Linked DNA regions of Mus musculus: regions 1, 2, 3, 4, 5 and 7 are each linked to region 6. A link is a contact called in public HiCAR-type, HiChIP or PLAC-seq and promoter capture Hi-C data. All regions are on one chromosome and are shown on one strand. The core of a region is the stretch at or near the end of the contact, and the rest is flanking DNA. Distances in the headings are between cores, read along the strand shown.

Evidence for each region. Promoter capture Hi-C pulls out the DNA fragments that hold promoters and counts their contacts. HiCAR-type assays count read pairs that join an accessible place to other places. HiChIP or PLAC-seq counts read pairs in DNA pulled down with a chosen protein or histone mark. Capture Hi-C pulls out chosen DNA fragments and counts their contacts.
Region 1: a HiCAR-type map of astrocytes shows a contact between it and region 6, with 5 times the contacts expected there. The contact joins the promoter of Wdr12 here to the promoter of Clk1 in region 6. A contact is called at or near these places in 2 of 39 promoter capture datasets (hippocampal neurons and liver), 2 of 484 Hi-C or Micro-C datasets (embryonic stem cells and muscle stem cells), 1 of 115 datasets of contacts at active chromatin or transcription factors (astrocytes) and 1 of 9 other capture datasets (liver).
Region 2: a contact with region 6 is called in an H3K27ac HiChIP or PLAC-seq map of regulatory T cells, with 4 times the contacts expected there. The contact joins the promoter of Bmpr2 here to the promoter of Clk1 in region 6. A contact is called at or near these places in 3 of 115 datasets of contacts at active chromatin or transcription factors (large pre-B cells, regulatory T cells and thymic regulatory T cells) and 2 of 9 other capture datasets (adipose tissue and liver).
Region 3: a HiCAR-type map of astrocytes shows a contact between it and region 6, with 5 times the contacts expected there. The contact joins the promoter of Cyp20a1 here to the promoter of Clk1 in region 6. A contact is called at or near these places in 2 of 39 promoter capture datasets (both in liver), 1 of 115 datasets of contacts at active chromatin or transcription factors (astrocytes) and 2 of 9 other capture datasets (adipose tissue and liver).
Region 4: an H3K27ac HiChIP or PLAC-seq map of embryonic stem cells shows a contact between it and region 6, with 5 times the contacts expected there. The contact joins the enhancer-like site here to the promoter of Clk1 in region 6. A contact is called at or near these places in 13 of 39 promoter capture datasets (the C10 cell line, the HPC-7 cell line, HPC-7-derived erythroid cells and 9 more), 24 of 484 Hi-C or Micro-C datasets (CD4 T cells, CD8 T cells, DN3 thymocytes and 14 more), 14 of 115 datasets of contacts at active chromatin or transcription factors (the 230-238 cell line, astrocytes, cardiomyocytes and 8 more) and 3 of 9 other capture datasets (adipose tissue, embryonic stem cells and liver).
Region 5: a promoter capture Hi-C map of liver shows a contact between it and region 6, with 4 times the contacts expected there. The contact joins the promoter of Nbeal1 here to the promoter of Clk1 in region 6. A contact is called at or near these places in 3 of 39 promoter capture datasets (the C10 cell line, liver and pre-B cells) and 2 of 115 datasets of contacts at active chromatin or transcription factors (astrocytes and pancreatic cancer cells).
Region 7: a promoter capture Hi-C map of liver shows a contact between it and region 6, with 2.8 times the contacts expected there. The contact joins the promoter of Fam117b here to the promoter of Clk1 in region 6. A contact is called at or near these places in 2 of 39 promoter capture datasets (hippocampal neurons and pre-B cells) and 1 of 9 other capture datasets (liver).

What each region holds. Positions count from the first base shown.
Region 1 is chr1:60,095,946-60,099,672 of GRCm38.p6, reverse strand. It overlaps Wdr12 (WD repeat domain 12), which reads left to right and starts at 1,766. Exons shown (of 13, transcript NM_021312.5): 1 at 1,766-2,166. The coding sequence starts at 2,126. Carf (calcium response factor) reads right to left here and starts at 1,426. Exons shown (of 16, transcript NM_139150.5): 1 at 1,366-1,426.
Region 2 is chr1:59,762,852-59,766,629 of GRCm38.p6, reverse strand. It overlaps Bmpr2 (bone morphogenetic protein receptor, type II (serine/threonine kinase)), which reads right to left and starts at 2,351. Exons shown (of 13, transcript NM_007561.4): 1 at 1,902-2,351. The coding sequence starts at 1,977.
Region 3 is chr1:60,341,011-60,344,750 of GRCm38.p6, reverse strand. It overlaps Cyp20a1 (cytochrome P450, family 20, subfamily a, polypeptide 1), which reads right to left and starts at 1,451. Exons shown (of 13, transcript NM_030013.3): 1 at 1,294-1,451. The coding sequence starts at 1,365.
Region 4 is chr1:59,696,044-59,699,784 of GRCm38.p6, reverse strand. It overlaps Nop58 (NOP58 ribonucleoprotein), which reads right to left. Exons shown (of 15, transcript NM_018868.2): 4 at 3,686-3,741; 5 at 1,326-1,462. Among named protein-coding and RNA genes, the nearest start is that of Snord70, 6.0 kb to the right of the region's middle. Within about 2 kb of position 1,819, at least 19 of the 459 cell types and tissues checked have an H3K27ac peak or open chromatin away from gene starts, as enhancers often do. A contact at or near this core is called in differentiating embryonic stem cells and embryonic stem cells, where this site is marked.
Region 5 is chr1:60,179,064-60,182,639 of GRCm38.p6, reverse strand. It overlaps Nbeal1 (neurobeachin like 1), which reads right to left and starts at 2,041. Exons shown (of 55, transcript NM_173444.2): 1 at 1,955-2,041; 2 at 886-1,177. The coding sequence starts at 936.
Region 6 is chr1:58,422,633-58,426,153 of GRCm38.p6, reverse strand. It overlaps Clk1 (CDC-like kinase 1), which reads left to right and starts at 2,066. Exons shown (of 13, transcript NM_001042634.2): 1 at 2,066-2,234.
Region 7 is chr1:59,911,166-59,914,535 of GRCm38.p6, reverse strand. Fam117b (family with sequence similarity 117, member B) reads right to left here and starts at 1,530. Exons shown (of 8, transcript NM_001037725.3): 1 at 784-1,530. The coding sequence starts at 1,372.

The DNA.
Region 1 (3,727 bases), core at 517-3,016, 1.7 Mb before region 6:
CATAGTTTTCCACTCGAATTAAGATTTTAAAAATGTACTGTCTTCCAAATGTATTGTTAATCTGTTAAGTCCAAACTAAAGGAAGTTTAAAATGATGTTTTAATTAGTTATATGTTATCAGTAAAAATTCAATAGTTAATTCGTCTGGTAACACTGTTATCAGCAAACCCAATCTGAACAAGGAAATTTTTTTTCCCTGTATTTTGGGCAGAGGTTTTTCTCATTTTATGCCTCCACCTACATCAGTGGTAAAAACTTCTATTGGTAGCTCTTATGAGAAAAATAGTTAACATTTTCTGAGTGCTTCTTATGCGACATTAAATTGTCACAGCTAATCTTAGTGTGGCACAGAGGTTAAGTAACAGGTAGAATCAAATTCAGGCATTCCTGTAATGGGGCATGCAATTCTGTAAAATGAATAAACTGAGAACAGTCATGCTTTTTGGGTCGTTGTCCACTTAACAAATGATTGTTTTCGCCTCCAACTGACTAGATAACTTCTAGTTTTCTACGGATTTAAATTTAATTAGGCGACATATAGAAAACCTCTCACCATATTCACTGGTTCACTCATACCGCTAAGCCAACACATTTTGCAATCCAGTTCTGCCTGACTCTAAATTGCTGTCTCAGAGTAGTGTGTCCCTGTACCCCACCCTACCCCCGGAGGTTTTCAGACGAATGCCTTAAAAAAGTGACTTTGGGATCTTAAGAGTAATAGCCCCCATCTATTCTCCACTCAGGAAAATAACTAGAGTAATAATCGAGACCATTGAGACCGAGACAAGCCTTTGAGTGACATCAAGATTAAAAAAATAATTAATAATTAATAATAATAATAATAATAAAAGAAGCCCGAAAGCAGGGGAGAAGGTGCAGAGGACACTTTTCTAAACGTCAGACTCGGAAAGGAGGGGAGAGGCCCCTCTCGGGCGGGCGCTCCGGCCCAGGACTCGGATGCTCCGTGGCGGTGGTGCGTTCTCGGGCTCCGCACCCTCTGCGGGACAGACACCTCGCCTCCCCCTGCGGCAGCCTGCCTTCTCCCGGCCGCGGGGCCCCTCCCGGGCCCACGGCGAAGGAGCCGCCGTGGAGGCGGACGAGGGCGCAGGGACAGCGCACAGCGGCGTCCGGCGACGGCCGGGGGCGGGGGCCGGCGGTTGCTCCCAGCCCGGGAGGGTCAGGAGGTGACGGGAGGAGGCGGCAGGGGGACGAAGGGAGGTTGGGAGGGAGCGTCCGGTCGCTGGGCACAGACAGCTCTGCCAGGCCTCCGGCTCCCCCAACCCTGCCGCCGCAGCGAGCCCCACAACGCGAGAGGGGAGTCCGCCGTAAGCAGAAGGGAGAAAATTCAAAACGAGACTACTCAACCTCGTCTTGGCTCCGAGGCCGCGCCGTGGAGACCAGCACAATGCGCAGGCGCACCCCTCCTGGAGGCGCAGCGCAGGTCCATCAGATTAGACCCTTCTCAGCCACCGTCGCCCAGTTCCCTTCCGACTCGTTCTCCTTTCCCGAGTTTCCGCTCTGAAGCCAGAGGTAAGAACACATGGTCTCGGCCGAATTTGGCTGTTGGAACAGTGCACACAAGACGAACAGATGGGACCTTTGTCACTCAGAATAAAGAAGCAGGAAGTGTAATATCTGCCCGGAGAAAGGAGTATTAAAAGCAGATATGAGACCCTAAATGCGGTGTGGCAAAATAAATAAAGCCTACAACTCCCAGTGTTCAGAGGGTCTGAAACGCGCTCCCTTCTGGGGTTTGTAGTATCTGAGCGCTGAGTCTAAAGGGTCTGGGTCTAAAGACACGCTTAAAATTTGGCTCAAGCTAGTTATTTTCTTTATTTTCCTAATAGATTACGAATCTAGATAGATAAGAAACAAAAGTCTTAAGGGGACTGGATGCTTTTAGGACTACGCTTGACTAATCGATGTTTCCTAAATCTCGGAATAGGTACTTGATGTGTGCGGGCTGGGCGCTGGTGGAAATCGAACCTCGTGGTATGTTCTGTAGGAACCTGAGGGAGCTAACTGAAGCCTAGCTCCTGCTGCGCTTGCGGCGCAGTCTACCTTAGAGCTGCTTGATTATCAACGCACACATTTTCGTGGAGAAGTCTCGTGTGTATATTCAGCCATGGCACAACTCCAGGCACGTTTCTACAGCGAGAACAAGAAGTAAGTAAGGGTTCCAGCTTCTGTCCCTGTCTTCCAGGAGCCGATCTCGTTTGAAGACTCCTTCGATTTGATCCTTGCTGTTTTGACTGGGGATATACATTAAAGAAGAAACGGACAAGGTTTTAGTAAATCAAAGTTGAAAGAACTTTAATAATTATAATGGCTACAATTAAAAGAATTTATTGCAAATAAGATAAGCTGACTGATAGAAAAAAATAAAAAAGACTTCATTCGCCTTCCCCTTCACGTGCCCCGCACTTCTGCCCTGTCTCATTTGGAAGCGGTGTTCACGTCTTCTTAAATCTCCGTTTTCTACCCACTTTCATGAGCTTTTCATAATTTGACGTGTGTGGAGGACCAGGGCTTCACGTTTGCTTTCTGCATGCTGCACACATCATGTCAGTAATTTGAGAGTTGAACAGGCTTGTCCGTTAACGGTGTCTCGTGGTTTCTGAAAGCACAACTTCATCCCCCCCCCCCCCCCAAACAGACTAGAAACTGGCTATGGAGTTTGTAGAGCTGTTTTTTTAATTAGAATGAAGCCAATTCAGTGTCCGATTTGATTAGGTGTATTTTGTGTGAGTGTGTCCAACTTAGGTTTCTCTTGTTGTGATAAAACACTGACAAAAAGCAATTTGGGGAGGAAAGGGTTACAGTCATCTCAGAGGAGGCCAAGATAGGAGGAACTCCTGGCAGGAACTGAAGCAGAAACCAGAGGTGAGGGGTGGGGGTGGGGGCAAGCTGCATTTGCTCTCCCAATGGCTAGCTAGCTAAGTTTGCTTTTAAAATACAGGGTGGCTCTACTCAGTGGGCTGGTTCCTCCTACATCAGTTATTAGTCCAGAAAATGTTCCCGCAGACTTGCCTGCAGACAACCACTATAAGGGAATTTCCTCATTTCAGAGGACCTTGGCTTCTCTCTAGTTGATAAAACAAGGACTGTGTGTATATATTTGTATGTGTGTACTTCTGTGTCTATATATTAATAAGTCATATAGATGTCAACGTTGCTGGTGATACATGTATAATGGCGCTCGCCTTTAATTCCACGACTCGGCAGGCAGAGGCAGGTGGATTTCTGAGTTGGAGGCCAGCCTGGTCTACAAAGTGAGTTCCAGGACAGCCAGGGCTATACAGAAAAACCCTGTCTCGAAAAACCAAAAAAAAAAAAAAAAAAAAAAAATATATATATATATATATATGTGTGTGTGTGTGTGTGTGTGTATATATATATATATATATATATATATACATAATGTATAGAATTCAGGTGCATCATACTAATAGAGTTGTATAAACATTCACACAATCCTTTTTGGAAAAAACCACCACCCCCACCCCCTTTTTTTGTTGTATTTTTGGTTTTTCAAGACAGGGTTTCTTTGTGTAGACCTGGCTGTCCTAGAATTGTTCCCTCCAGTTGGCACTGCCTTCTGAGTGCTGGGATTAAGGTGTTCGCCACCTCCTGGCTCTAAACTGCCTTTTCTTTAGTTGACACTCCATCCCTTGAATGCTTGCCACCCAAGTCAACTCCTGATCCATTTACCATCTATTTGTAGATT
Region 2 (3,778 bases), core at 1,102-3,601, 1.3 Mb before region 6:
AATGCTGTAAAAGGAAAATAATAATAAAAACCTACAACGCAGAATTGTCGAGAGGCCTGACTGGAGGAGGAAATATATATAAAGGTCATTTAATACTTGTTGGTGCATAGCAAGCACTCAGTAAACTCAGCTACTACAGCTCTGAAATCCAGCTTCAAAGATGCCATCATATATAACATGGGGGGTGGGGAGGGGGCTGGCTAAGCTCACTTTTATACAAGGATTCTTTAAATATAACCCTTTTAAAAAGAAGACAAAATAAATCCATTTACTAAATAATTGTTTTGAAATCAATGGGTTTTGGGTTTTGGGGTGTTTTTTCTGATTTTTATCAGCACAACACTATAAATGAGAATCTGTATTCTAAAGATTCTAAAACGATCAAAATGATCAAAATTTTAAAACAAAATGTTCTTGGGCTTCTGCTTGCCGAATGACTGCTTACGTGTCAAGGCCATTTTTACTCTTTTCATATTTTACAGGAACCACATGATTTGTGGTTAGAGAATTTAAACAGCTAACAAGGAAATTTGGAGGAAATGTGTTCAGTTTTGCTTCAAAGATAATTGAAACAATCGAAAATATTAAAATATCAAGTTTCAATATGTAATCAAATCATATTTCCCATGATTTTTAACAATACATAGATTCATTATTAAAACTCTAAATATAATGGTGCTTGAGAAATGGCTTTGCCATTAAAGACTACACTCATAACTAAAAATATGAAATACTACATATTAATCAATATAGACAATAGTATCAAATTCACAAAAGGGAACTTCAAATTTTCTTTCAGTATTTTCCCAGAACAGACATCTAAAATGTAAATTAAACAAGTAATCTCTGTGTCTAATACAGCAATGAAGAATTCACTGAATGTGAAAATTACTTTTTAAAAAATTGTAAAACCATTACTTTGTGTACTCAATTTTAAATGCATACTTCATGTGACTATTTAAGAATTCATTCCTGAAATTTTCTAAAAGCAAATCACAGAAGACTGTTGCTTGAAAATAACTGCAATGAGAATATGAGTTGTTTTTTTCTCAAGGCGATTGAGAAGTAAAGAGGAAATGGCCAAAGGAAAGGGGAGTAGCATTTCCTTTCACACGTTAGGAAAATGTCAAAGAACTTTCAGGAGTCAAATCTCCTCGAAGTCTGATGTGAGGTCAAAATTGTCTCAATGACAGGAAAACCAACAGACGCCAGATGACTAATAGAAAAGTTATCAAAAACACTTCTGTGCCCAACAGTAATTCCAAAGGGATACAAAGTTAAGAATATCCAGGATAAAGAGACAGAGAATAGTTAAGATTCTTGGGAGCAAAACAATATTAATGATGACATCAACTGTGTTAGTATACACTGTTATCAAGATTCTCACACAGTGACTTCCTCAACGTTTACTCTATTCATCAGGTAACATTTTTTTTCAGGTAACATTTTTAAATAACGAAAAGTAATGTGGATTCCCAAAGAGTGATCTAAATGTAAAAATAAGGTTCAATCAAGTGTGTGTCTAGTTGTTCTTTTTATTGTAAACCAAATCTGCTTCTTTCCATCAAAGTAAAAAAACCACCTTTATCTCCAAAAATCTAATAGACAGTTCACTAGTGATTAAAATATTATTTTTAATCCTTGCATTACCTCACAGCTAAAAATGTCAAGATACCACACCCAATATGTCTTTTTCCCCCCGTGGGGGAGGGGTCAGGGAATACGGGAGTAGGGACGGGAAACAACACGCAAACACCGAAGGTGATTTCCCTGGCTGGCTCCTCCACCCGGATCCGAGAGCACACGTTGCGAGGGGAGAGCACAGGGCTCGGCCTCTGCAGGCTCTCTCCCTCGCCACCCACTGGAGTAGGAGCTGGGACATACCACCTAGGGCTACTCACCAGCCGTAGTGCTGACCAGCAGGACGGCCCATAGCAGCCAGGGCACCCGAAAGGGCCGATGCAGCGAGGAAGTCATCCCTGGGCCAGCAAAGAAGCAGGAGGGCAAAGAAAAGAAATCTGGAAAGTAAATTCGGGCGGAGAAATCCGGCTAGGAGGCTGCTCTTCGTCTGATTTATCCTGCCCGGATTACAATGCAGTTTGAAAGGACAAATGGCAGATGCGAGGACCTAGCTAGTAGAGCTCTCATTCCACTGCAGAATTTCCCTTCATTTCGCTCCCTCGTGGCTGGGGGGCTTCATTCGCCTAGGACGGGGTGTCTCGGCTCCCCAAATTGAAGGCATGTCCATGGGGAAGACGCAGGGAGCCCAGAAGAAACCCCTGCAATTATTTCCCTCGTAGTTTCACGATATCAAAAAAATACCCAGATCTGGGAGAAAACATATCCAGAGTGCCGGGGGGGGGGGGGGGGGGAGGGCGGGGACTCGATGGGAGCACTGAGGATCAGAACAAGTTCCCGACCGCCGGGAAGGGCGAAGCGGGGCAGGCAGCGGCGCCCGGCCGCCGGAGTAGCATCGCTCCGTACTCCGAGGACAGTGGGGTTCCTTTTAAAGTTTCGCTTCGTTGCTTCCTTCACTCGGATTTCGACATCAACAAATCCTTCCCACCGACTGGGTCGAAAAAGGTGCCTGCTTCCATGGGCGAGTCCACAGCTTCCTCGGAACAATCGCGCGAGGGTCGCTCAGGCCGGGCCTCGGGGCGCGGGGGAGGGGAGGGTCGCGGCGACGCGGCGAGCCCGGGCGAGCGACACGCGGGGAGGTGCGGGGCTGGCCCTTCGAGGGCGCTCCGCCCGCGGCCTCGCTCTCGGCTACTCCAGCCCCTCGCTCTTGCCTGAAGTAAATTCCACCATGAAAACCGGGTCTCCTCCCGTCGATGGCTTGCGGGAGCGAATCACAGCCCCTCTGGAGAAAGCCGCCGCCGCCGCCGCCGCCTCGTTCTCCGCAGCTCTGGGCTCCGGGCGGAGCTCGGGCGTCGCGGGCCGAGGGCGGGGGGCGGCGGGAAGACGGACGTAGGTGGCCGAGGAAGGGGGTGGGCAGCTGAGCTTGCGAAACACCCCGAGCCCCTCCGGGAAGCACCTCCAGCGGTTCCAAGCAGACCAGACACAAAGGGGGGAGTCGCCGCAGCTGCCAGTCTGAGGCGCTCCCGGTCACCGGAGTCGCCCCGCCCCCGCCGCCGCCTCCTCTCAGTCTCCGGCTCTCCAGCCGACCCCTGTCTGTCTCGGGCCTGTGGTGCAGCGCGGGCGGCGGCGGCGGCGGCGGCGGCGGCGCCACTGAGCCGCACTGCGCCTGCGCGCCCGCGGCCCCGCCCGGCCCCGCCCCTCACTCCCAGGCTTGCTGGAGAGTGAGGCCCTCGCGCGGCGTCTCTCGCCTGGGCGCCCAGTGCAGGGAAGGGTTGTCGTGGGCTGCGGGTGGGCAGCCTAGGTCCCTTTCCTCACACAGGCGAACGCTCCGCACGTGGACGCCGTGCGATCTGTTCAAGCGTGTAAGGGAGGGCGGCCACAATCTTTTGTTTAACGTAGGTTAAAGGCTACCCGGGAAGGTGGGCGAGAAGCCTCGAAGGCACGCCGTCGTTGTTGGTGGCGGCGGGCGCATCCTCCTCGGTTTCCCTGAGAATCCCGACCGAGCCGCCTTTCCCAGGAGCCGAGACCCGGGCCTCGTCGGGTCCCCCTCCCGTCGCGGCCCAAACAAAAGCCTCCTGCCTCAGTCATGAAGACCGCGAAGCTGACGTGTGTGCGCTAGTCTGGGTCGGGCTTTCCTCGAACAGCCATCCCCGGGGCCCTCTTGGATGACAAGGCTGCTGAGCAATTGCGAGCACGCGAG
Region 3 (3,740 bases), core at 202-2,701, 1.9 Mb before region 6:
TAATAATATTAGGATTGTTCTGAAGTGGGGTCTCACAACATTCATTGCCCAAGATGGCTTCAAGCTTACAATCCTCCCACCAGAGCTCCCAGAGTGTCTGGGAATTAGACACGGCCAGCCTGCAAATTAAAGTTCTCCTTTAAAGCTGAAAATCCCTTGATTCCAAGATTTGCATTTTTTAAAAGGAATGAATTGAAGACATTTTTTTGCCACATATATTTTTAATTTTTTTTCTAGTATACAAATTTTAAAATTTAAGACAAGGGCTCATGTGATCCAGACTGGCCTAGAACTCAGGTCCATTTTGGAAGAAACCCTTGAACTCTCCTGCCTCCACCATCCAAGTGCTATGATTACAGGCCCAACACAGCATTCCCAGTTTTCCTTTAAACTAAAATAGCCACTTATCCATTGAAATCCTCCAGTAGAACGCAGACTTAAAAGTCCTTTGAATAGCTTTTCAGCCATTTACACCCATCTGTCTTCCCGGTCTGGTTTTACATTCGCTCCAGTTGGCTAGGACACAGTCCTCTTATTCTTGAAAGGCCTGAGCTCTCAACTTCTTCATATCAGTGTTTTGTTTCTCAGGAGTTCAGGTATGTGGTTTCTATATTAGTCTAATCAACCACTAACTCAGAACAGGACACTTCTAAGGGGCATCTCCATCACCATTCATCTACCCGGGGCTGTTCACTACCTTTCCACTTTTCCATAAATCCACCACACTTTGTACATACATATTCTTTTAAAGACAGGGTTTGATGTAGTCCAGGGTGAGCTTTGAGCTCCCACCCCATCCTCCTCACCCCGGGCTGGGATTACAGATGTATGCAACGCCCAGCTTTATACAATACACTTTAAGGAAGTTCCTTAACAGTAACTCCGGAGTTTTGAGAGGTTCCCCTCTGAAAAGGACAGGTGGACAAAGTTTGGGTTGGGGAGCTCAGCTCGCCCATTCCAACAACGGTGCCGGGGCATATGCAGGGGGATGCTAGGAAAAGATGGAAGGAGTTTCTCCCCTGATGTAGAAGCAAATGGGATTGGGGCTCGAAGAAGTCAATGTCTCCAAAGTCACCCAAGGTAATGAATTGATCGCCACCTCCCAAAACCCGTCCGGGACAGGGAGAATGAGGGACCCGCCCAGGACCACAGCTCAGCGACCACAGCACTCATGCGCACGGGGAACGCACGCCGGGGCGGAGCCACGTGGCTCTTCCGCAAGCGCTCCCGGCCGACCGCCCGCCCAGGTCCTCGCGGCGCAGGCGCACCCCCGAAACCCGAGTTGGGAGTTACCGGGTAGAGGTACAGCACCGCTCCCACCAGCGCCAGCAGGAACGTCACGGCGAAGATGGCGAAGTCCAGCATGCTTCCTCTCGCCCGCCCGCGCGGTCCTCGGCCGTGAGCTCCGTGGTGGCGCCCGCAGCTGGGGAGGGAGGTGGCCTCAGGCGGTCGGCGAATAGGAGCCGCGGTCGCCCCGCCACGCCCGTGCTGGGCGTCACCCTTGGTCTGCTGGCGACTCACAGGCCACAAGGAAACCTCCAGGCCCGGGTCCCACCCTGGCCTGGCTAGAATCAAGCTGCGTGCGACACCAGTCCGCTTGCACAAAGTAGACTTAAGTACATTTAAGTAGGACTCACAACCGAAGCCAGTCTCACCTGGACACCTGCATGCATGGCTGAAGAGCTAGGCACCGTTAGATGCTCCTTATTGCTCAAAAGCGCTCCAGTGAACGTGGCTGGTTTCTGTGTTTTGACAGGATCTGACTATGTATCCCTGTCTAGATTGGAACTATGTAGACCAGGCTGGCCTCTGACTAATAGATGCCTTCCTGGTGCTGGAATTAAAGGCGTTAGCCACGGTAGCAGACATTGGGTAGGATTTCTGGCCACGGTGGCAGACAGTGGGTAGGATTTCTGTTACTGATAATTTGCAATAAATTCCTTGAATTTAGCAAGCTCCATTTTCTTCTATGGAAAACTGAAAACCAGAGGCTGGGGAGGTAGATTGCTTTTCTAGTACAAAGTTCTGGCTTCAGTCCCCAGCACCACATAAACCTGGCTGGTTGGCACACATTTGTAATCCCAGCGTCAGAAGGTGGAGGCAAGAAAATCAAGTGTTTAGTCATTTCCAACTACATAACCAATTCCTAGGTTACCTGAGCTCCTGCCTCATTAAATCAAAATCAATTCATTCAAAATAATACCATATAGAGTAGCCAGTGGAGGGTACTATTGGGCGTTCTAGGAAGCACTGAGCACTGGCAAAGCAATGTTGTGTGCTTATGTTTTTCAAACATTGCTTGGTCAGAGCATTACTGTAATTTGAGATCCTTCTGTTCTATCCAACTCAGAAATTTTAACATGGGTTAGTATAAGGTAAAGCCTGATACTTATTGGCACTACATTTAGTGAAAGCATCCTAAAACAATTTATAGATTTTATAGCTTGAATATCAAATTTTCTTGATACCGTTTGGCATGTCATTTGGAATTGCAGTTAGAGCTCCTGTAATGACTACTGCTTAAGAAGGAATCATACCTCACTGAAAACATGCCATATCTTTTTGAAGCTGTAACAATACTTCCACTCAAGATTTCGTCGATTGGAAATCACATTTTTTCCTGTCTTGGGACAAAGCTGTCTACATTGCTCAAGTTGGCCTCAAACGTTTGATTTTGTCTTAGTTTACAAGTCGCTAAAATTTTAGGCATGGGCCACCTCACACAGCAAGAGCTGTGCTTTTAACTCTGAATGTATTTCAAACTGCCCTGAGTGTTTCAAGGGTTTGTTTTTTAAATCGGTTTTAAAGACATTTCTCATCAAAATGATGGCCCACATCAACAGCAGATAAAAATTTGAAATATACAGTGTAGCTACATAACATTAATGATTTACTTATTCTATGTATATGAGTGCTTTATTTGCATGTACACCTGCATGTCAGAAGAAGCCGTCAGATTTCATTACAGATGGTTGTGAGCCACCATGTGGTTGCTGGGAATTGAACTCTGGACTGCAGGAAGAGCAGCTAGTTTAGTGCTCTTAACCACTGAGCCATCTCTCCAGCACCATAGCTATATAACTTTAGGTACCACTTTCTCAAGGTATCTGGTCCTCAACCTTCCCAGTCCCAAATCAAAATCATGCCTGGTACCTGCCTGGTACTGCTCCAGCACTGAGTCCCCCCCCCCACCCCCACCCCCCAACCTGGGTTTTTTAGTCCTAAGTTAGCTCTCAGCCTGGCACCCTCTGGACTTTTCAGTACCCACAGAGGCAGGCCCCAGTGTTTCAGAAATGGAGTCTAAAACTAGACATGAGGATAAGTGTAGATCAGCAGCGGAGCCTTGCTTAGCCTTGGTTCTGGGACTTCTTCTTTCCTAGCTCCACAGAACACCAGAGACAAATAGACAGCAACCAATCTACCTCTTCTTTCTTTAAACTTTAAAAGTAATTTAATAACTATATATAGTGTACATTCACATGTTTTTATATTTAATACCCAAAATTTTTGTCTTGACTTCAACAGGTTAAACTTTTGACACTGTAAATATTCACATATTACAAAGTGTTGCTTCGGGGCTGGTGAGATGGCTCAGAGGTTAAGAGCACAGACTGCTCTTCTTAGGTCTTGAGCTCAAATCCCAGCAACCACATGGTGGCTCACAACCATCCCTAACAAGATCTGACGCCCTCTTCTGGAGTGACTTAAGACAGCTACAACGTACTCACATATAATAAAAT
Region 4 (3,741 bases), core at 570-3,069, 1.3 Mb before region 6:
AGTACTCTTAACCACTGAGCCATCTCTCCAGCCCAGTTTTGTTGCTTTTACACAGTAGGTCTTTAATACACTCCAAAGTAAGAAATACCACAGCCTTTGTATAATATCGGGATACAGAAAATTATAGAGAAGGCTTCATGTGAGCTAGCAAATCGTGGTATTAATGACATCTGTAGCCCTACAATTGCATACCTCAGGGTGTTATCTTTACATTGCAGAACATTTTCAGTATCTCTAAATAAATAAATAAATAAATAAATAAATACTTTCCTTCTTCAAGACAGGGTTTCTCATTGTAACCCTGGCTGTCCTGGAACTGACTCTGTAGACCATTCTGGCCTACAGAAATCTGACTGCCTCTGACTCTCTAGTGCTAGGATTAAAGGTATGCGCCATCACTGCTGGGCTAGTATCTCTGATTTTTATGAGAAAGAAGCAGTTGTGTTTTCTTAGTGTTGTACTATTTTTAAGCACTATACATAAAACCCTTTGTTACCTGGCTGTCCTGAAACTTCATCTGTAAACCAGACTATCTGGGACCTCAGAGTGCTGGGATTAAAGGTATGTTTCACTGCGGCCTATTAGGATACTACTTTCAACAATCCTAGCATGTTATGGCTCGCTGAATAATACAGATGGCTCAGCAGTTAAGTGTACTGGCTATACAATCATGAGCTGTGGAAGTCTGATCCCTGTACCTACATAACAAGTCAGCAATTCCATGTGTGCCTAAACAAACCTCAGCTGGGAGGCAGAAGGATCAATGAGGTTTGAGGATTTCTGGCCTAGCCCCGGAAACCAGGGGGAGAGTCTGCCTCAAAGGAATAGGAAGAATGAAGGGACACCTGACAGCCTTTTCTGGCCCAATCAGAAACACGTGTACACAGCAAAGTTCTTTCTCAGACCAAAGCAAAGCTATGGGAAGAAATGATCCAACACTGAAGATATAAAGAAAGCCTGCCATAAGTTTTCATTTTTAAAAGAATATAGGCAATAGCCAGGTTGGGGTGGCACACTCTTTTAATCCCAGCACCTCGGAAGCAGAGGCAGTTGGATCTTTGAATTCAAGACCAGCCTGGTCTATAGACCGAGTTCCAGGACAGCCAGAGCTATACAGACAAATCCTGCCTGGAAAAACCAAAAAGAATACACTGGGTCTAATAATTGTATTTTTACCACTTATCAGCTTTATTGATGCTGAGCAAGTTTTTTCTTGAGGGCAACAGCAGCATCTCCCTGACATTAATACTTACACACTTTTAGGACAGATGTATATAAATATGTGTATGTATATGAGTAAGCATACATTTAACTTCTGTACTTACCTGTGGGCCAATCCAAGACACATGGCTGCCATCTCACGTGGTTCTACCCCAGGAATCAAGCCATCCATTTGTGATCGGATTCCTCTCATAAGTTCATTAACAACAGGACTATGGATACAGCTGAGATTCAATTTTTCCTATAAAAACATTCACATTAAATGAAAAATAAGTTTTCTTGAAAATTCACCGTTGTGGGTTTTCAGATATTGTCTTTTAAGAATTCACCAATGTAGCCAGGCAGAGGTGGCACACACCTTTGATCCCAGCACTTGGGAGGCAGAGGCAGGCGGATTTCTGAGTTTGAGTCCAGCCTGGTCAAACCCCGTCTTGAAAAACCAAAAAGAATTCACTAATGTGAATTCACAGGTTCAACTTAAACTCACAGGAACAATCTGCCTCAGTCTCCGGAAATGATAAGTGGAGCCTCCCTCAGCCCTGAAGCAGGCTGCTCCAGACTTTGACCTTGCTGCCAGTGAGAAGGAAATTACCTAAGGTGGAGCCTTCCGACCTAGATGGCTTCTTTTGTTCTGCCAGCTGCCACTGCTCTCTCCAAGACACTGCTACCTGCTGAGAAGCACCTGATACATTCCAGAGGAACATTCTATTCTGCGCATCACCTATAGGCTGGCTCCAGACACCAAGAATGGACTGGAGGGGATGGGCCTTCCCCTTTTATAAGCACACTCTCTTAGGAAACGGAGGGCCTTGAACTGAAACATGTCTCGGCTCCATTAACCTCTCGCAGTCTAAGTCTCTTTCAGCCCCAGCTTGCCTCCCTGGTGTACCTGGTCCTTGTAAGCCACAGGCCGGGATAGAACAGATAAGCATGATCTATCTCATTGGAATCTGGTATTTTAAAACAATATTGATCTCGGGTATAATATATATACTTTTCTCAACTGTACATAGTGTTTGCTTCTAGTATGTTTGTTAAGAAGTTGATGGAAATTAAATAGAGAAACCTTCCAATTACCCTTTTGGCTAGGCTGCATCCCAAGATGCAAAGCATTATTAAATCTGAGGAAGTTTTTTTCTTGCTTGTTGGACTAAGTGGACTACTGCTATTTTATTTGATTTCCAGACTTTTAAAATCTGCACATGTACCTATGTGATTTTTTTTTAAAGAAAAGATTTATTTTATATATATGAGTACACTGTCGTTATCTTCAGTCACCCCAGAAGAGGGCATCAGATTGCATTACAGATGGTTGTTGAGCTACCATGTAGTTTAGTGCGCTTAGCCACTGAGCCATCTCTCTAGCCCCAGCCAAAGGGAGTTTTTGTGCACTAGTTAAGTGCAGGTGCCTTTAAAGGCCAGACAGTATCAAATCCCCTGTAACTGAGTGATGGGTAGTAATGACCTGTGTAATGCTGGTAATGGGATCTGAAGCCCGGTGTATTAAGTGTACTAAGCACTTTTAACCACTCACCCATCATCACTCCAGCCATTTGTTTAGCTTTAAAATTACAAAGTATTGGGCTGGAGAGATGGCTCAGTTAAGAGTGCTGACTGCTATTCCAGAGGTCCTGAGTTCAATTCCCAGCAACCACACAGTGGCTCACAACCATCTGTAATGGGATCCGATGCCCTGTTCTGGTCTGTTTGAAGACAGCCACAGTGTATTTATAAATAAGATAAATAAATCTTAAAAATAATTAAGTAAATCTTTAAAAAAAATTACAAGGTACTCATATACTCACCGGATTTTAACCAAAAGTAACAGCAAAAAGTTTCTATCTTTTCCCTATGGATAAGTGCATCCCTCAAATAACCCTCCCAAAGAGTATTAATGAATAGTATAAACACAGATAACAAGTATCTTTTTGACCCTGGATTTTGTGGCACACAAATTCCATGTTGGAGAAAAAAATTTGTTTTAAAAAACAAAACTGTTTCAATCATAACACTTTCCCTGTCGCATATATTTGTTAATTCCCTCATATAGGCCAATATTTTATAATATCACAAGCAAGTAACTCTAGGCATGCACCACCACAGACCATTTAAGTCCCCTCTGTACTTTATGCCTGCTACTAAAGCTTCCAATCAACTCACTTCTTTACTCAACAGAAAAAAGTTTAAATTCTATGAGGATCATCACAAATGTGAACAGACGGCATGAGTGGCTGGCTTAGAGCTTATATTATCATTTTTGTCCATCTTTATTTTCTACAGTGTACAGGGAAAACGTGTTTTTGCAATTTCTAGTTGAGATTATGCTGCCTAACAGGAAAACATCAACTATGAGAACACATGACAAATACTACAAAGAGCAGGCTTAGCAGCTCTAAAAGGCCTGGAAGAATCATGCCTTGCCCTTTAAGCCACAGCCACAGCCTCAGCCTCAGCCCAACTTTACCTTTATTACCCCTCCTAGTTTAGCATCAGCGACAGCCAGAGGTTCATGGGCTTCTT
Region 5 (3,576 bases), core at 792-3,291, 1.8 Mb before region 6:
TACCTCACTAGAACCTAGTTAGTATTAAATGAGATAATGCTAGTATATGCTAACATAATGTTAATCCTGTAATAACTACCTCAATCAATAACCTTCAAAAATAATTTAAAAGGTTGATTAAAAAAAGTTTAGGGGAAGGGGGAAAAAAAAGTTTAATGTCCAAACAAAACTGTCTTTACCCCCAATTAAGGGAAGAAAAAAATAGCAGAAAAATAAAATATTTGGGGCAGATAAGATGGCTCAATGGGTAAAGCACCTGCCACACAATCCTGATGACCTAAATTCAATCCTAGGAACCTATATAAATGTGGAGAGGGACAACCAAATCCACACAATTGTCCCCTGACCTCTAAAAAAGTACCAAGGCACCCATGTGGCCCCCCCACATATCCTACAAACAATAAGAGTTTTATTTTTCTTTTATAGGTACAATCTACCTATATAATTTTGAGATCACTGAAGATATATCAAAGAAATATTTGTAAGTTTTTAATAGCAGGCCAATATTGTCAATGTACTCAAAACTGAAAAATAAATATGGGAAATTCAAGATCTCTTACATGTTTTTTAAAATTTATTTATTTCTCTTGCATGTTTTTTAAATTCAGGATGGGGGAGTTGTTTGGGGTTCTGTTTTGAGAATTGCAGCCCTGGCTGTCCTGGAAATGTCTTACGTCCACTAGGATAGACTCAAACTCACATAACACCACCTGGCCCGGCATTGTTCTAGGACTCTGTTCTGGGACTAAAGGTATGCACCACCACACCTGCCAGTTCAGGATTATCAATATGCACAAACACACTACACAATAAGGTCATAATGCTGGATACAAAATTTTATAATCAAGTAATTTTAAGTACAGAAATAAAAGGAAAGCAAATTACCTTTGTACAATAAAGCATCCAAAGTTCAAAGAGCCTCTCTCTGGCTGCCATTCTGGCTTTCCACTCTGGTACTTTAATATTTCCTCAAAAAGACGGTTCAAGACCATATCATATTACTTTATTTTCCAAGTTTATCAGCCGTTACAGTAAAGCTCAAAGCAGTGGAATAAACAAAAAAAAAACAAAAAAAAAAATTCGTAGAACAAATAAGACTGTCTCAGGTCAATAAGGGTCAATTTCAGCAACTACTCCAACACTTCTTCATCAGGGGTAGCTGGTCTCGTAAATAGGTCTGTGAAATACAAAAATATCCTAAGTTTTTTTAAGCCACATTTGAAAAAAAAAAATCCAGATATCCGTCTGCCTTGATCACCCCATTCAAAGGGATAAATTTTTAATGTGATTAGATATTCCAGAAACTCCTGTTTGGCACACCACGACTAATGATCAACATAAAATACTAAAACCTTCCAGGCAGATTCACAACCAAAACTGCGGTAGATGGGAAGGAAGACGGCTCCCTACTCACGCCTTCCTTTAACCAGGAGCACAGATCAAACACAACAAATATCCGAGATTTCTCGCCAGCTTCTTAAAAGTTGCTGGGAATGTTTGCTGCGTTGCAGGGCAGGGCGTGGGGGGAGGGCCCGAGGAATTCCTGGTTTGTTTGTTTTAACCATCCACACAGCGAAAGTCATCCTGCCTACCTGGCTTCCACCTCTCCACCCAAGAAGAAAGGGGCTCACACACCGTGGCAAGGACCACCTCCCGTGGGACGACCCCAGACCCCGCCTCGCAGCAGTCCGGGGACCTTTCCATTTCCTCCCTGCGTCCCCGTTACGAACAAGAGAGACAAACGTCAGGCGTGCCAATCAACTTCAGAAGCGCGGCCCGGAGCGCTCTGGGACCCAGACCCGGGACCCACGCCAACCGGCCGCAGCCAGACCCGCCCGGGCCGGCCGCGCCCCCTCGCCCGCCGCCGCCGCCCCTCAGGCTGCAGCCCTGCGCCGCATTCCCCCGGGCCTTCCCGCCCCGCGGCAGCCTCCGCCCGACCTCGGCGTCCCCTCACCACGCTCACAGGCCCGCCGGCGCCACCCCGCCGCGGGCTAACTTGCTGCCCTCCGCCCTGCCCGCGGCGAAGCCCCGTGTCACCCCGAAGCCGGGCGGGAGGCGGAGGCGGAGGCGGGGTAGCGCCGACGCGGGGTGGGAGGAGCCAGGGGCGGAGCAGCCCCTGGGCTAATCATTCCGGCCTCTGGGGATTTACCCGGCCCTCCGGCAGCCGCTCCTCGAGGGCCGCTCAGCCCCGAAGCCCCTCCCCCGGCATGCCTGCGCAGCCGCAGTGCCCTCGCTCAGGCTCTGAAAGCGGTCGGAGCCAGCCTGGGCATTCCGGTCAGTAGTCACCCAGCTGGACGTGAGGGCCGACGTGCTGACGTCGCTCCCCGCCCCTGCTAGGTGGGGCGGACGGAACTTTCCTCGCCTGGCGGCGCCTCTGCGAATCAGCTGAGGACCGGCGACCCTAGGGCGTCTCGAAGGGATCTCGATTTGATTTCTTTGTAGAAATGGGATTGGTCCTGGGACAGAGCTCAAAAGCGAAAAAAGAAGAAAAGAAATCTTTACCTGTTCTGGCGTCGTTGCCTTTGTACTGTCACTGCCATTCTGTGTCTGTTCCAAGGAGACTGCTGTACGGAATGAGTTCCGTCTTTCAGAAAAAGAAGCAAAAGGCAGTCTTATTAGCTGCACACACTTTCTTAAGGTTGTTGTTGTTGCTATTGTTTTAAGAGAGGAGAAAAGCGTAAGATTAACCTTTTAAATCTAAACATTTAAGAAACTATTGTGAAATTTTACAAACATATAAAAAAATCAGTTTTAGAGCAGCTTAGCATCTGAGATGCCCTGTGTTTGATTCCTAACAAGCACACACAAGGAAACAAAGTAATAAAATGAACTTCTATATGTAATCACTAAGCTTCAGAAATAATCGAAGCCACCCTGAAGAAACAGGTCTGTGATCTAGCACTTAGGAGATGGAGGGAGAGAGATCAGGAGTTCAGCGCTGACATGGGCTACCTAGCAAGTCTGGGACCAACCTGTGCCGCATGAGACCTTGCCACAAAAGAAAAGAAGAAGAAAGGAAAGGGAGGGAGATGACTTGCTGTGCAAGCCAGACCTCCTGAAATGCAAGATGGAGACTGGAGGGCCAGCGAGCCCTGGCCACAAACAAGAGACCCTAGCTCACTAAATGGAAAGCAAGAACCTACTCATGAAAATTATCCTCTGGCATATACACATGCACAATAGATAAATAAATGTAAAGCTACTAATGCCATCATGGGGGTTCACTATGTGACCTTTATTTTTAAAATATACTAATGCCCCCACATGCCCTGTGTGCGTCCTTGTGCCACATATGTTTGTATACCCTCTGAGGCCAGAAGATATCTTATCCCTGGGAGCTGGAGGTCTGGGTGGGGGTGGGGGCTCCTGACATGGGTGCTGGGAACATTGTCTTGTGTGCTGCAAATGCTCTTAACCACTGAGCCATCTTCCAGCCCTTATCTATTCTCGCTTATTAGATTAATCTACAAGTTTTTCTTGTCAAGAATCACAGGATAAATAATTCCGTTTTGCAGACCATGCAGTAGCTTGGATATCAAAGGTGAAAGTAAATTTTGTGATTCTGTCACCAAAATG
Region 6 (3,521 bases), core at 817-3,316:
CTGACCCTCCTTTCTGGCCTCCTTAGGCAACAAGCATCCATTGGCGTGCATATATATATGTTGAGGTCTGGCCCCTGCATAGCTGTAGTCATTTTGTTCCATGCCCTCCAGCTATTTCATACTGTTGCTGTAATGTGCCTGCCAGTTGTTGACACAGAGAATAACTTGACTCAGAGCAGGGTCATGCTGATCACATATCCTGTTATGTTCTGTATGAGGTTTGTTAATGTTAAGAAATTCCACAAAGCTTTATGTAGGACCCATCAAGTTAAAAGTCAATATGAGATGTTACATCTAAAATGGCTGGAGTCAGAGCTAACTACCGGGCAGCACTTCCTGCACCTGGGTATGAATTCACAGCACTTTGTGTGTGTGTGTGTGTGTGTGTGTGTGTGTGTGTGTGTTTTAATAAGCTGTCCCTGAGAAATGTTTGTAGTCATGGCTCAGCCCTCGAATTCTGAGCTGCAGCCCTGATCGATCAGTCTTAGGGCATATGTTCAATAAACTATCCCTGTCTGACTGAGATCAGTGTTTGTGTGGTTTGTGAGCCAACTCCTGGACCCCAACATATACATGTAGGCAAAATATTCATACATGTACATTTAAAATTTTTTAAATTTTTAAAAAATTTTTTAATTTCTTTAAAAAATACTTTATTTGTGTGTGTGTGTGTGTAGGAATTGATTCTCTCTTTCCAGTATGTGTTTCCTGGAGATTGAACTCAGGTAGGCTTGGTGGCATTGTGTCTTTACCTGTTAAGCCAACGCCAGCACCCTCCTCTTCCCCTGTTTTTAGTTCTGGCTAGAATTTGCGATATAGACCACACTGAACTTGTACTCAGAGATAACCCTTGTCTCTGCCTCCTTAGTGCTGGGATATGCCACCATGCCCAGGTCTAGATTAACTCTTAAAGGTGAAAGCAAAGGAGTTGCAAAACTGATACCTACGCACCCCCCTTTTTCTCCTCCCCCTAATATCTACCTTTTTAGAGTTACCAGCGAAATAGGAGTTAAGCCGCCTGAGGCCACACTAACTGGGTTCCTGAGTGGGAGGCCGGAGCTGTATGGAAGGAAATGGCGAGAGAAATAATGGAGGCCAAGACACATTTCTGTTCAAGGCCCCCAAGTTTACTAAGAGTCTGTGCTTAAGCCTGGCGTGGGGCGCACGCCTTTAATCCCAGCACTCGGGAAGCAGAGGCAGGCGGATTTCTGAGTTTGAGGCCAGCCTGGTCTACAAAGTGAGTTCCAGGACAGCCAGAGCTACACAGAGAAACCCTGTCTCAAAACCATAACCCCCCGCCCCCCAAGCCATTCTTGATGCCTGTTGCCAGCCTGTAGGTGATCTGCTGGATGAAGTCTCTGGAATATCTAAAGGGCCTCTCAGCAGGTAGCAGTGGCAGGTGACGGAACAATAGAGCCATCTAAGTTGGAAGGTTCCACCCCAGGTAGTCTCATTCTCAGTGGCAACAAGGTCAAAGCCAGCCTACTCAAGGCTGGGGGAAGCTACTATGGGGGGGGGGGGGGCATCCTCAAAGTCTTCAAGACTACTTACTAATCTGTCTATTTACACTATTCCGCTCCTGTTCCACCATTTCTAACTTTTTGTTTTGTTTGGTTTGGTTTGGTTTTCGAGACAGGGTTTCTCTGTATATATAGCCCTGGCTGTCCTGGAACTCACTTTGTAGACCAGGCTGGCCTCGAACTCAGAAATCCGCCTGTCTCTGCCTCCCAAGTGCTGGGATTAAAGGCGTGTGCCACCATGCTCATTTCTAACATTTTTGGCGTCAGTGCATGTCATACCCAACCACTAAAAACTAGTTTAAGACAGGTCAACATAACTGTAGTCACTGAGTTACTAACCAGAGATACTTTGTTGGTGTAGTTTAAAAGGTTGCAGTCAGGAGGGAAGAGAAAAAGGAGAGAGGGAGAGCGAGCGTGGATTATACTATTACTGTAACCTGTAGTGTCTAAGTATCCTCAAGAAGCCACAGCAAGGACAGTCAGGACCAAGTCCTTCCATCCCTCGCCCATTTGGGCAGCGGGCCCGCGCCTGCGCACTCAGGACCGGTATAGGCCCCGCCCATCTACGTCACCAGTTTTTCCGAGAAGAAGCTCGCACTGCGTCTGTCCGCACCATTTTGTGTTGGGAGATCGTCGTAATCGTTTGCAGACTTCTCGCCGTCGCCTTGTAAGCTTTGTCTTCGCCTTGCAAGCTTTGTCTTCAGGGTTGGAAAGGTAAGACGCGGTGTCTGTCAGGGCCTTTCCTTGTATCTTCCCGCCGCCTCCAAGGACCCCGCTGCGGCTCTTCACGGCGGAGCCACGCGAAGGGGCTCTGTGCCCCGGCTGCGGAGCTCTGGCCGCTGGCTTCTGCGTAGGCGGGGACGATGCCCGCAGGCTCCGCGTCCCGAGGAGGGCCGGCCGACTGCAAGAGCCCGAGCTGCCGCGGCGGGACCTAAGATGGCGGTAGGGGGAAGGCCGCGCTCGTCCTTCGCCATGGCGGCGCCAGGGCGCGGCCTTCGCTTGGACTCGGTCGGTCCTGGTTTTGCTCTCGGCGGTGGCACGGCGCAGGTTTTGGTGCTGTTTTTCTTTATATTTGAAGCGAAAGGTCTTGGTAACCAGGCCGGCCCCACACGCTGCGGTCGCTGATCTTGTTAGAGATGGGCGCTGCGGGGACAGCGTCACAGCAGGCTGTCACCTCAGTTCTGTGTAGTTTCCGCCTTCGACGAAGAAAAGAATTTCAGAGGCGGTCGATAGATAGCGAAGTCGAGCATAATGAAAACGAGGCACACCGGGACAGCGCTTGTGAGAGCGAGGAACAAGTGATTTTTAAGAAGGTTTAGGATTTACTTAGGTTTTGTAACATTAAAACTCAAGACGGCCGGGCTGTACTGCCTGTCGCTCGCCTTTTAATCCCCTTTGAGCCTGTCTCAAAAAAAAAAAAGTTATAGAAAATTTCCTTTGTAAACAAAGTTGTAACGGGGGAGTTGTTTACCTTTAGGAAACAGGAGGGGAACACCCTAAGATTGTACGTCACTTCCGCTCTGAACAGCTTTATTTTCAACATCATGGCCTGTCCTGTACAGTTAAGTAGAGTGGCTTTATTGGTGGAGCCCGAATTTTGTTGACTCGGCATAAAAGGCGCGCCTGTTACCTTCTCAGGCTTTCCTCCCATATTTTCATAATTTTCCCAGTCTCCCTCTGCTAGCAGTAAGAGTGTCAGCGGGGACCGTGGGCATTTACTTGACGGTGAATTGGGAATTGAGGTCATCTGCTGAGCAGCTTTTTTTTTTTTTTTTTTTTTTTTTTAATAGCTGTAAACAAACACTTCATAACATCCAAACTGGTATTTTACCAAAAACAAACAAAACACTTTGGGGGCGGGGGCTGTTCCAGACAGGGTTTCTCTGTATAGCTCTGGCTGTCCTGGAACTCATTTTATAGACCAGGCTGGCCTCTTACTCAGAAGTCCGCCTGCCTCTGCCTCCCGAGTGCTGAGATTAAAGGTGTGCACCACCACGCCCA
Region 7 (3,370 bases), core at 281-2,780, 1.5 Mb before region 6:
ACCTATCTACATGGTGAGTTACAGACCAGATGAGGCTACAGGGAGCCTGTTTCAAAACGCAAACAAAAAATAAAAAATAAACATAAAAAACCAAAGCAAAACAAAATGGGCAGGCCTTTAATCCCAGCACTAGGAAGGCAGAGGCAGGCAGATCAAGGCCAGCCTGGTCTACACTGCAAGTTCCAGGTCAGCCAGCGGTAGTGAGAGTGTTGGGGGGGGGGGGGTGCGGGAAGCAAAGAATAAGTCTAAGAGAAATAAAACCAGTATCTCAGAAACACACTCAGACCCTCAGGCTAGCTATCTACCATTTACGTATATGTGTAAACACATACATAGACCTATGCACACACCCCAAAGCAATCTTGCTTAACTTCTCCCTTCTTGCTACTCATTAAGTCTTACGAAATGCAAAAACTGCTCCCAGCTTCACAACTCTTCAATGATCCAAATCCGCCTTTGCTGATGCATTCAGTCCTCCAGATCCGAAACTGTTTTGTGGAACAGAAACACTAAGCAGCACACAAGTGCTATTTGCAAGCATTAACCGCGTCACCAAAAGTGACAGGACCAGCCCCAGCAGTAGCGACGCAAGGCCAAACCCCAGGGTTTATGATTTCCACAAATTGAGCCCAGGCCCAAGGTTAGCGGCCGCACCTCCACGGCGGAGACCCGCACGGGCAAGACGCAGGGGTGGCGGACCGCACGCCCCGCCCCGCCCCGCCCCGCCCCACCGGAGCGCTGCAGTCCCCACTCGGCGGCACAGGACCCCTGTCCTCCACGTACCTGCTTTGCACACCGGGGCGCTGGGGCTCCTCTTCTCCGCCGAGGGTCGGCCCTGCTCTGGGGACCTCCTCCGGTGGCGGACGCGGGCGGAGGGTGGGGCCGCAATCACCTCGCTCGGCCACAGGTGGGTGGGCGACGAACTGGGCGACGACACGGTGCCCAGCAGGGGCGGTGGCGGCTGCGGGCGCGGAGGACTGCTTCGGGCCCCAGGCGCCGTGCCGCGCGTGGGGCTGGTACCGCGCGTGGACGTCACGGACGCTCCCGTCTGCGTGGCCACCGTGGGGCTGGTACGCGCCGCCGCGCTGCCGCCGCCGCCGCGCGTGGGGCTGGTGCTGCGTGAGGCGGTGCGCGGGCCGCCACTGCCGCCGCCGCCCGAGGGGCCTGAGGCGCCTCCGTTGCCTCCGTTGTTGCCGCCGCCGCCGCCGCCCCGCGTGGGGCTGCCATGTTGCTGCTGCTGCTTCAGCTGGAACGGCACCGTCGCCCTCATGGGCTGCAGGCGGCTCCCAGGGCCCCCGGGCGGGCCGACCGCGCCACCCGCGAGGGCGCCGGCGGGCGTGGGAGACCCATTGCGCCTCACCCGCTGGGACATGGTCCCCCCGCCCCAGAGACGGCGGCCGGGGGTGCTGGGCGGCGGGGACCGGCTGCTCGGGGCCCGAGGGAAGGCCTGAGCCAGCGGGTGACGTAGCCTGACTTCAGGACCAGGGGGCGCGCGGGCAGCGACGGGCACCGACGAGGTGATGCAGCCGCCGCCGCGGCTCCTCATCAACAATAGTGTCTCCTCCGTTGTCCCCGCCCCCTGCCGCCGCTCATTGGTGTAGCGTCAGCGCGCTCGAGCCACTCGGCCTCGCTGATTGGCTGCGCGCATCTCGGCTCCCGAGGCTGCTTCTGCTCTTTAAAGAGAAAGAGGCCCGCCCCCGAGGGGTCGGGCGGCGGAGGAAACCGGCCGTGGCAGGAGGAGGGGTGCGGAGGGAACGCTTGTGGCTTGTGTAGAGGGATGCGGGGGTGGGGGGTGAGGGGGGGTTGCGTGCGTGTGCGGACGTGTGTGCGTGCGTGTGTGTGTGTGTACACGTGCGTGTACGTGTAGGCGCGCGCCCGGCCACGCGCGTCCCTGTTTCCCGCTGGAGGGAGCCCCTGGGACTCCGGGAATTTGGCCAAAGGGACGGACTGTACGGGACCACGGTGTCCCCGGGGATGGTCTGAACCGACTCTTTCCCTCTGAAACTCATTTCCTTACAGCAGTGGTGTCTGTAAGTTAACACGTACGCACATCTCTTTGGAGACTCCCCTCACCCCCGCCCCCCAATCTTTTTGTTCTGCCCTAATTCCATCTACCTATGAGCAGGGCTCTAAAATAAAAGAACTTTAATTCTAGGGTATTTTATATCTTTCTTCTCTTTTCTTTTTGGCGCTACAAAGATTCAAATATCAGAACGATTATATTTGCAGGTTAGAATGCAACTTTAGATGGTATCTGTGAAGTTCAGTTATCGAGTAGTGTTGCTACTAGCCCCCACCCTTATAGATCTCAAGTAATAAAGAATTTATTTAATCAGTTACTTTACAGTTCCCTTATACCTTAGAAAGATGCAAGTTTATAAAGTGCTGTGGCCTCCACTTGCTCCTCTCTATTTGAGACAGAACTGGGTGCACCACCCATATTTATTTATTTATTTATTTATTTATTTATTTATTTATTACATTTATGTATCTGGTTTGTGAATAAGCATGTGCATGCATGTAGAGGTCAAAGGACAGCCTGTTCTTTTCTAACATGTCTGTGCAGGGAATCAGACTCATGCATCAGACTGAGCCGTTTCATTGGCCCACCATTCATAGTTTAGTCTGGTGGAGAAAATAAGTCTCCATGGCTTTCATAAGAACTCTCTGAAAGGCAAGAAATTCTAAAGTAATCATAATACGCGGGTTCCTCTTCAATTAAAAAGTCGACATGCAGACTGCACGTGGCATCCTTAATCCCTTTATGGCTTTAATAGCTATACATTCTAAAAAGATCCCTTAACCAAGGCGTGGTGGTTCTGGTAACAGGTTCTAGGCCTCAAGCCCTATTGGGTTCCTGTAGAAAGCTGTTAGATAGGTTCCTAGGGTCCTGGAGACAGTCAGATCCCCCACATAGCCTGTGATCTCAGGTATGTCCATAAACAAGTTTCTTATTTGTAAGGTGCAGCTAAGCAATACCATCTGCTACAGACAGTTCTAAATATTAACCAAGGATTTGATGAGAAGAGGCTGTGCAGGAAGTTCTCAGAACTCCTTTTCTAGCAGTCTCTCTCCATTCATTCATTCATTCATTCATTCATCATTGTACATATATGTGTGCATCCCAACAGACAAAACCTCAGAAAAGACCTCAGAAAAGTAAAGACATTCTGTTACTAAGTCTTTCTGTCTTACTCAAGTGTAAATGGCCAATGGCTTCCTTTTGAAATATATTCTGGTATCCTAGGCTCTCTGATAATTTGTTTTGTTTGTTACTGACCTAAAGGCCTCCTTTTTTTAAGCTAAAAAACTGTTTTCATCAGATAAGCTGTATTAGATCAAAAGTTAAAATGGTTTGCATAGTTAAAAC